Regions from separate parts of the Macaca mulatta genome. Here region 1 is linked to region 2. The links are chromatin contacts, called in public Hi-C maps. All regions are on one chromosome and are shown on one strand. Each heading gives the region's core, a stretch centred on a gene start, on an enhancer-like site or on the middle of the called end of the contact. The rest is flanking DNA. Distances are from core to core; before and after follow the strand shown. Region 1 holds the start of FMNL2 (formin like 2). Region 2 holds the start of STAM2 (signal transducing adaptor molecule 2).

Region 1 (4,293 bases), core at 742-3,241, 140 kb before region 2:
GGGAGATCACAGGAGATGCAAAGCAACCCAAGCAACCTCATCTATCTCCCCGACGGCCACACCAGAGTTTCCAGGTGGCGGGAGAGAGAGCTCAGTTCTCCTAAAGAGCACACAGCTAACCTGCCATCCAGAACATCATTTCCCATACCAAACCATCCCTTTTTCAAGGCCTGAAGGCAGGCAATTTGAACGTCCTGTCGCTGAGCAGACCTCAGAAAACCGATTTTTGATCTAGAACTCGAGTCCTCTGCCAAAGTTGTAAGTTTTCATGAAAACAAAAGAAGAAAAGAAAACCCGCAGGCAGGCACAATCGTTGGCTGCCCGGATCACGAGTTTCCCTTGCTGCCTAGTCTTGCGGAGTTTAGAGGTAACCAACTAGGAAAAGAGAAGTGTACAAGTGTAAGGAATAGGAATGCGTCCAATCTCTCCTGTGTCCCTCCCAACATCCCTTAGAAGAGGCTGGGACGCTAAAACTAGAAGTCTGGGGACCAACTGCAGTCCAGATCCTGGCTGGGGCAAGCCGCCACACCCTCTGCAGCTCACAGCACAAGCCTCGGCTGGGAGGGGCCCAGACACAGTCCCAGCAGGAAAGGGAGAAAGAGAGGAGTTTTCAGAGTCCTGGATTCGAGGAGCTGGAAAGCTGGGAGAAGCGGAATGCAGCAGGGAGCGGGGGACCTGGCCGGGAGTGCAAGAGGAGAGGAGGGGTCGCCCGTGCAGTCAGGACAGCTCGCAACACGTCCCCGCAAAACTGCACATTTTTGTGGTTTAAGATTTAAGTCTAGAGGGAACGCGCTGAGGTTCTCCCCAGCCTGGGTTTCAGACGCCCCTGCTCCTCTCCAAGGGCCGAGGCGCCGCACTGCTGTGGGTCTCCCCTTTCCCTTTCGGGGAAGCTCCCCTTGGCCAAGCCACGACGTCCGCCCTCCAAGTTCGCCTCCGCTCATCGCCCGGCGCGGCGCCTACGGCCGGCCACACGCGCCCCATCTGCCGGGGACTTCGCAGGTCCAGGGCTGGCCGCCCGAGGGATGGTCCGCAGGGGCTCAGGGTTTTTTGTTTTGTTTTGTTTAAAAAAAAAAAAAAAAAAGCCTAAGCGGCTCGCCGCCTCCTCCTCCCAAGCCCGCGCCACCTTCCCTTCACGCCCACGCCGCACCTCCCGGGCACACGCGCCGTGAGGTGCCTCTCCAGCCAGACAATGGGTTCGGGGCTGGCTGGGCAGCCCGCCCGGAGCCCCCATCCCCATCACGGGACCCCGAGAGGCTGAGCCCGGGAGACTGCCAGGGGGGTGAAGAGGAGTGCTGGGGGCCACAAAGGGGAAAGTGGGAGCCTACCCCACGGGAATGGAGGCTCGCTCCCGGCACCGGGCGAAGGGGAGGGGCGGGGGTCAGCTGCGCCGCCCGGCCGGGGGCCCCGGGTCCCCGCGCCCGGCCGCCGCCGCGCACTCACCAGCACGATGGCAAATCGCTCCTCCAGTTCACCTGGCTCGGGCATCGGCAGCTTCAAAGGCACGTTGTGCGCCCTGAAATCGGTCTGCTGCGAATCCATGCTCCCCGCGTTGCCCATGTCGGCGGCGCGCCGGGGCCGGGGGCTGCTCCGGGCCCCTAGCGTGCGCGTCGGAAATCAGAACAGCTCCCGGCGGTCGGCTCCCGCCTGCAGGCGCGACCTGCCCGGCTCCCCACCCTCCGCCGCGCCCAGGCGGGTGTGCGGCGCGCACCGCTCCCTAGCAGCGCTCCAAGCCGAGCCGCCCCCCGGCCTCCCTCATGCTCTCCGCCGCCCCAGCGCGGCCCCGGCCTCTTTTCCTCGGGAGGGGTAGTCGGGGCGCTGGGCGCCTGTGTGCATGGTGCTCCGCTGGCACACCGCCCCCTGCTAGAGATCGCGGCCCCCGACGCGTGGTTCCTCCTACTCGGCCTTCTGCCGGGCCCGCGGCCGCCTCTGACACTTCCAGCCCTTGCCGGCCACGGCTGCGCCTGATCGGCTAACACCTCCAGCAGACAAATGCAGCTCCGCGCTCCCCTACACAATGCCCCCTCTCGCCCGGCCCCCGCCCCCGGCCCGGCTCCGCCCACTCGCCCCGAGGACTGCCGGGACGCGTAGTTTCTGCCCAAAGTGTCCGCGCGCAGAAACCACGCCCGCTCCAGAGCGCCAGGCCGAGTTGGGGCCATTTGCAGCAAGGGCGATCCGTACGTCTCTGGAGATAGCTTATGTCACTTTTGACCCTCCTCACCCCAACAGTAGAATACCTACATTGTGTATATCATGTTGACACTTGGTAGGCAGGTCTGACCATGACGGAATCCAATCAATGAATGAAGGAATGCATGCCTTCTGATTAAAATTCAGAAAATCGTTGCTGTTTTTGAAAGATCTAGTTCAATAAGGAACTTCAAAAGCATTGGCAAAGTCCTGTTTCATAAACGGGGGGGTGGCGGTGGGGGGTCCATGGGTGCTTGTTCATCGTTCTTTCTTCCATATATATGTTCTTTGGTGTGATTGAAATGTTCTATAAACAAATGTATAATTTATGGGTATATATAGTCAGCCCCTGGGAACTGGGTAAGGATTCAATTCAATTAAAAGAAAAACAAAAAACACCTGTCAAACACCTATTATGTATGGGTTATTGTGTTCCTTGGTGGAAGGAAAAAAAAAGAGACTTGCCCTGTACTGGAATACTTGCCAATCTAGCGAAGGAGAAAATTTACACACCCATGTTTCATGTGAGATGGATATAATTATAGAGTGTTCTGGGAGGCTTTGGGATGATCTTTGACTGCAGCTCTCTTATTCCTTCACAGCAGTCTCGAGCAAGGTGTCTTACAGAAAAGATTAGACCTGACTCTGTCCTCTGGGGTGTGTTTCAGACTGTAACAACCCATTCTGAAACCTCGGAAATAGAAATAGCCTTATAAGAGACTTTAGCCAACTGCTCATGTGAATGTTAAGGGCATACATCTGGTTGACTTGTGGCTGAACTTCTGCAGTTAGTCCTTTCTTAGTTTAAAGCAGTGTTTCTTAATCCTAGATGTGTATCAGATTCACTTGGGAAGCTTTTTGTTAAAACTACACACACCTTGAGCTCTGCGTATTATCAGAATCTCCTTAAGCCGAGAGCTGGAGCCTGGGCCGGTGTATGTTTAACAAGCTCCCCAGGTGATTTTGATATGCAGGTAATGTTGTTATGCTTTTAGTAAATAGCAAGTGTTTCTGGACAAGTTAGTACACCAAGATTCAATCATCAAGGACATTTCATTCATCTTTATAAACTTCAAGATTCTTTAAACATAGCAGACACCCCAAGAACTATTTGCAGAATTGACAAGTGACTTTTTCCAAAAGCATATGACACAAATACACACAAATACATCATGTGTGTTCTATTAAACCACTTCTAGTCTTTAAAGAATGGAGAGAGTATAAATAAATTCAACTTAAAATTCTGAATAACTGTAACCTGTATTTCTAAAGTAATGCCGTATCAAAGTTAGTGGCAAATGTGTTACTGATCTGAGAGAAAAGCAGGGAGTTTTAGATATACACACACCCCAAACTAATGAAAATGAGTGAGAAAGAAAGCAGTTTGGACCAGGTGAGACATTTCTGACCCACAAATGTATTTATTTCCTTTGTAATCTCTAGACATATACTTTGGATCTGATTGACTCACAAAATCAGCCCACCCAGAGGGTTGCCCATCTGAATAAAAAGGCTGGAATTCTTTTCTGCAGTTGAGAAAGCCTTTTCGATTACATTTATGGCTCCCTGCGGCTATATTTCTGCCAGAAACCTTTTTCTCCCTTTAAGTCTTATCACATCTAGTCTCTCTCATAAGCTCACACTTTGAGGGAAGCCAAGGACAAAGTGTGCAAATCTATGAACCAAAAGAACTTTCCTGCCATTTCAATGTTTGGAATCTCTAATATTTGGTTGTTATTTGTGATTATTAAGAGGAGAAATAAATACTCCATAGGACTGTACAATTTCTATAAGAACTTCCATCAAAATCTTAGGAAATTTTTTGGGGGGAGAAGGCATGGAGGGAAAGAAAAGAAAAGACATTTATATCACCTTAATTGTAGCACTCTTCCCCACAAAATTAAAATCAAGCAATCATTTAAAAATGCATATTCCATTTATTATTATTATTATATATGATTTGTTATAACTCATGTGCAAAATATTGGCAAAAAAGAAAATGTCTGGGCCGGGCATAGTGGCTCACACCTGTAAGCTCAGCAGTTTGGGAGGCCTACGTAGGTGGATTGCTTGAGCCCAGGAATTTAAGACCAGCCTGGGCAACAT
Region 2 (4,070 bases), core at 578-3,077:
AGCGAGACTCCATCTCAAAAAAAAAAAAAAAATTATACTATTTTGCTACTCAATATCCTTAAATAATTATTGAGTGCCTTAAAATAAAAATTTCCCAGCTTGCCCTTTAAAATTCTTCTCAATCTGTTTCCTCTTATCCCTAGTTAGCCTTGTTTTCCATTCCAACACTAAGTCTTAGACAAAAATTCTTTATCTGCCCAAAAAATCTCCAACTTTTTTTTTTTTTTTTTGAGACAGTCTTGCTGTGTTGCCCAGGCTTGAGCGCAGTCGCCTGATCTTGGCTCACTGTAACCTCCGCCTCCTGGGCTCAAGCGATTCTTGTGCCTCAGCCTCCCAAGAAGTTGGCATTACAGGCCTGCGCCATCATGCCTGGCTAATTTTTGTATTTTTAATAGAGATGGGTTTTCGCCATGTTAGCCAGGCTGGTCTTGAACTCCTGGCCTCAAGCAATCTGCCCGCCTTGACCTCCCAAAGTGCTGGGATTACAGGCATGAGCCACCATGCCCAGCCTCCCAATTTATCTTGAACATCCTAGGTTCAACATTCTATGAAAAACAGCCCCTTCACCTACACAATTCCTTCTCATTTGTGCCCCTAACTTTATAAAATGCAACCACCTTTCTGAATGTGTATGAGCTCTCTCTTTATAGCATCAGGTCTTTATACTGGAGATTGTAAAATGGTTTTGATTAATCCATTATTTAAAATGTTGGAGTAATTCTCAACATTTAAAAATCGTTAAAAAATTGCAAACTCTAGTAGGACCCGCATTTCAACAAATGGCTGAAATTTGCCAATAGTTGACATCTTTAGATATGCACTGTTCGGTTAGAAAGTTACAGCTTCATTCGAAAAGTATTGAGCACCTATTACTTGGGACACTGTTTTAGACGATGGGGATACAGTAGTGACCAAAACTCATCGGGGAGTTTATAATCTAATGAGGAGGAGAGAGACAGGCAACATAATCATTACTACAGTTTTCTAAGAGGAGCAGAGAATATGTGGGTGGGAAGGGTGCCGGGCTTTTGCATTCATTTAAATACCTGCCTGGATCCTATAGGAATTTGAGTTTATGACTTGTACTACTATCCGAATCGCCATACACCATCATGTACGTTATGCACTGCCCCTATAAAATTCTCTAAGGCAGGGAGTGTGCCTCCTTCGACTTTGGATTCCCGGGGTCCAGCAGTGTTTTTATGGGGGGACACGATGGAAAGCGAAAAGTTAGGCGTAGTTACTTCGACCACCGCTGTCCCGGGTGGTTATTCCGACGGGGTTTGGATTGGGCGCCCAGGGAGGGTGCAACACAGTAAGTGTTCGAGAGCAGTCAGGTCTTTCGCAGAATCTCAAAGCCACCTCTGCGCCGGCGGCTCCGTTTCTAGGGAAACAGGACTGTAACGCGTACGCATCGTGGCTCCTCGTTCTCTAGCTACGAGTCCTGCCGCTCTGGAACCAACTAAATTAGCGACAAGAACAAGGCCCTCAGAGCCGGCGTCCAACGCGAAAAACCACAGGCAACCGCGCCCCCTGCCGCGCCGCCGCCGGCACTGCAGCTTCCGGGGTCGTCCAGTTCCAGGCAGGACTACTTCCGGCTCCAAAGGTCCCCGGCTCCGTGGCTCGCCGGGGTCCTAGCGCTGGAAAGGTGGCCGTAGCGGCCGCCTGACCCCTACAAAAGTCTGGGACTGGGGCAGCGACAAAGGCCTTGGGAGGACGCCCGTGATCGGAGGGATCTTGCCCCGGGAGAAAAGTTGGGACAGGAGCGCGGGGTCGAAGGGTGGACTCCGAGCCGGCCCGTCAGGCAGGAGCCGGGCAGGTGCGGTGGCGGAAGTGCGGGGACGGAGGCCGAAGCGGAGCGGTCTAGGGAGCCGTGGCCGCGGGTCACCCGGCGGGGAGCAGTTGCGGAGTCTCAGCTAGACAGCAGCGAGTAGGGCTCGGGCGCCGGCGAGATGCCTTTGTTCACCGCCAACCCCTTCGAGCAAGACGTGGGTGAGTGTTGTGCCCGGTCCTGGACTGCTCTGTGCCCGGCCCTGGACTGCTGTTTGTCCAGCTAGAAAGTGGGCGGTAGCGACTCCGGACTAGGAAGCCAAGAGTAGGGAGGGGAGGGGCGGTGCCGCCCGCTACTTCGACGTTGGGATTTTTCTGGGGGCAACCTCGGCGCGTCGCTAGCGATTTGGGGAGTGCTTCCTGCCGCGTGAATTTGGGGACGCTCAAAGGGCCGTTCTCCCTTCCAAGCGTAGGATTTGGGAAGAGCCTAGGGCTCGCTGGAGACTGGACTGATTAAGTAATTGTGTAGTTGGTGATTAAAAACTTCCTGCTCGTTCGACAGCTAGTTATCTCTGTGTCTGCCCCATCATTTTTTGAGGATGATGCAGCAGTGGAGACCCTACTGTCTAGAGAAGCCCAACACCAGACACTTAACACCTAGACAGCCGCATTGGATAGGAAGAACTTACTTCCCATTATTTATATTACTCTTGCATTCAATCCCTGATAGGGTAGTCTTAAGATTTATTGCAGTTGTAAAGGTGTTGCTCTTCATCCCCGAATTGCAAAGATTGCACGGGTGCTAGGAGATGTTCTGTTTTAGAGTATGAAAAGGAAATCTCGAGTCTCAAAACACTCCAGAACAACAAGTATTTTACTTGTTGCGGTCATAAAGCGCTGGTCTGAGTGACTATAGAATGAGAAAAACATGGACAAGATATATACGAAATTATTTTGGAAATTTGAGTAACACTAAAACAAACAGACATATATGTATGTATTTTTGAGAGTCTGAGTCTCACTATGTTGCCCAGGTGCGACTAGAATTCCTCTCGCCTCAGCCTCCACGTCCGTTTTCCCTTCCCGAGTAGCTGGGACTACAGGTTTGTTTTTTGTTTCTTTTTGTAGCCTTAGTTAACAGAACTCTAGGTAAATTTTTAGAACTTGAAAATGGGGTTGGGGCGGGGGGACTCACAAGAATACAGCACATCTTGGGCAGTAATTCACCTGTTTCTTGGTTAACATTTGGTTATTAGGAAACTGCAGAAACTGCCCTATTCTGGTACGTTGTGTAATCCCTAAGCCATTTAAAAAAATATGTTTGAGCCAAATAATATATGTAAATAGTTCAAATTTGTATGTTCCTTATTTCATTCAACTTTTTTCTTGGTGGCTGAATACAGGTGACTGGCATAAATCTGGGAAACATCACTCTGAGGCTCACTGTTTCCTTTTGGAACACTTCATTGCAGTATTTATTCTTTTGTTTGAATCATACTACCTTTGTGCAACTTGTACTTTTAAAAAATTGCTTTTAAAAGAACACTTTGGTTCTGTTGTAATGAAATAAAACAGAAGGTACAAAATAGAATTAGACAAATGATTTTAAAACTTAAAAACCGTGAACTCTTTTCTTTAAGGTAAATCTTTCTTGGAAGTTGATTGTTTTCTGATGGAAAAATTCTCTGGTGGATAGTAGGCAGAGTTACTCCTACTGTTCTGTTCTAAACCTTTCCCTGCCTGGCTCCCGAGGCTCCAGCATGGTTTAGTGGATCACAGTTTAGTCCCACAGTTGTAAAGGAGGCACTGCTGTTGAAATTTAAAAAACAAAAACAAAAAAACTGTGTCTAGATTATTTTATGGCCAATGCCATAAGCCAGAGCTTCAAGTAGTTACATATTAGCTTAAGGATGGCTGAATTCAGTACCCCAAAGGCATTTTAAGGGTGAAAGAATGAATTTGAGGCCCTCGTGCAACTTCTAGACAAGAGAATGGAGTTAGAAAAAGTAGAATGAAATACTAAGGAGCTCAAGTTGGACTTGCACATATATCATAGAAGGAAAATTACATGTTGCGTTTTTCATATCTTGAAACTTTTCATTTTAAATCGTTAATACAAAGCAAGGGCCAGACGCGGTGGCTCACGCCTGTAATCCCAGCACTTTGGGAGGCTGAGGTGGGTGGATCACCTGAGGTCGGGAGTTCGAGACCAGCCTGACCAACATGGTGAAACCCTGTTTCTACCAAAATGCAAAAAATTAGCCAGGCATGGTGGCGCGTGCCTGTAGTCCCTGCTACTC

What was found. A called contact is a pair of places that touch in the nucleus more often than the background predicts.
Region 1: a contact with region 2 is called in a Hi-C map of fibroblasts, with 2.0 times the contacts expected there. The contact joins the promoter of FMNL2 here to the promoter of STAM2 in region 2. A contact is called at or near these places in 4 of 14 Hi-C or Micro-C datasets (blood, fetal cortex germinal zone, fetal cortical plate and 1 more).

What each region holds. Positions count from the first base shown.
Region 1 is chr12:57,242,728-57,247,020 of T2T-MMU8v2.0, reverse strand. It overlaps FMNL2 (formin like 2), which reads right to left and starts at 1,991. Exons shown (of 27, transcript XM_028830704.2): 1 at 1,441-1,991. The coding sequence starts at 1,557.
Region 2 is chr12:57,102,936-57,107,005 of T2T-MMU8v2.0, reverse strand. STAM2 (signal transducing adaptor molecule 2) reads left to right here and starts at 1,827. Exons shown (of 15, transcript XM_077956997.1): 1 at 1,827-1,992.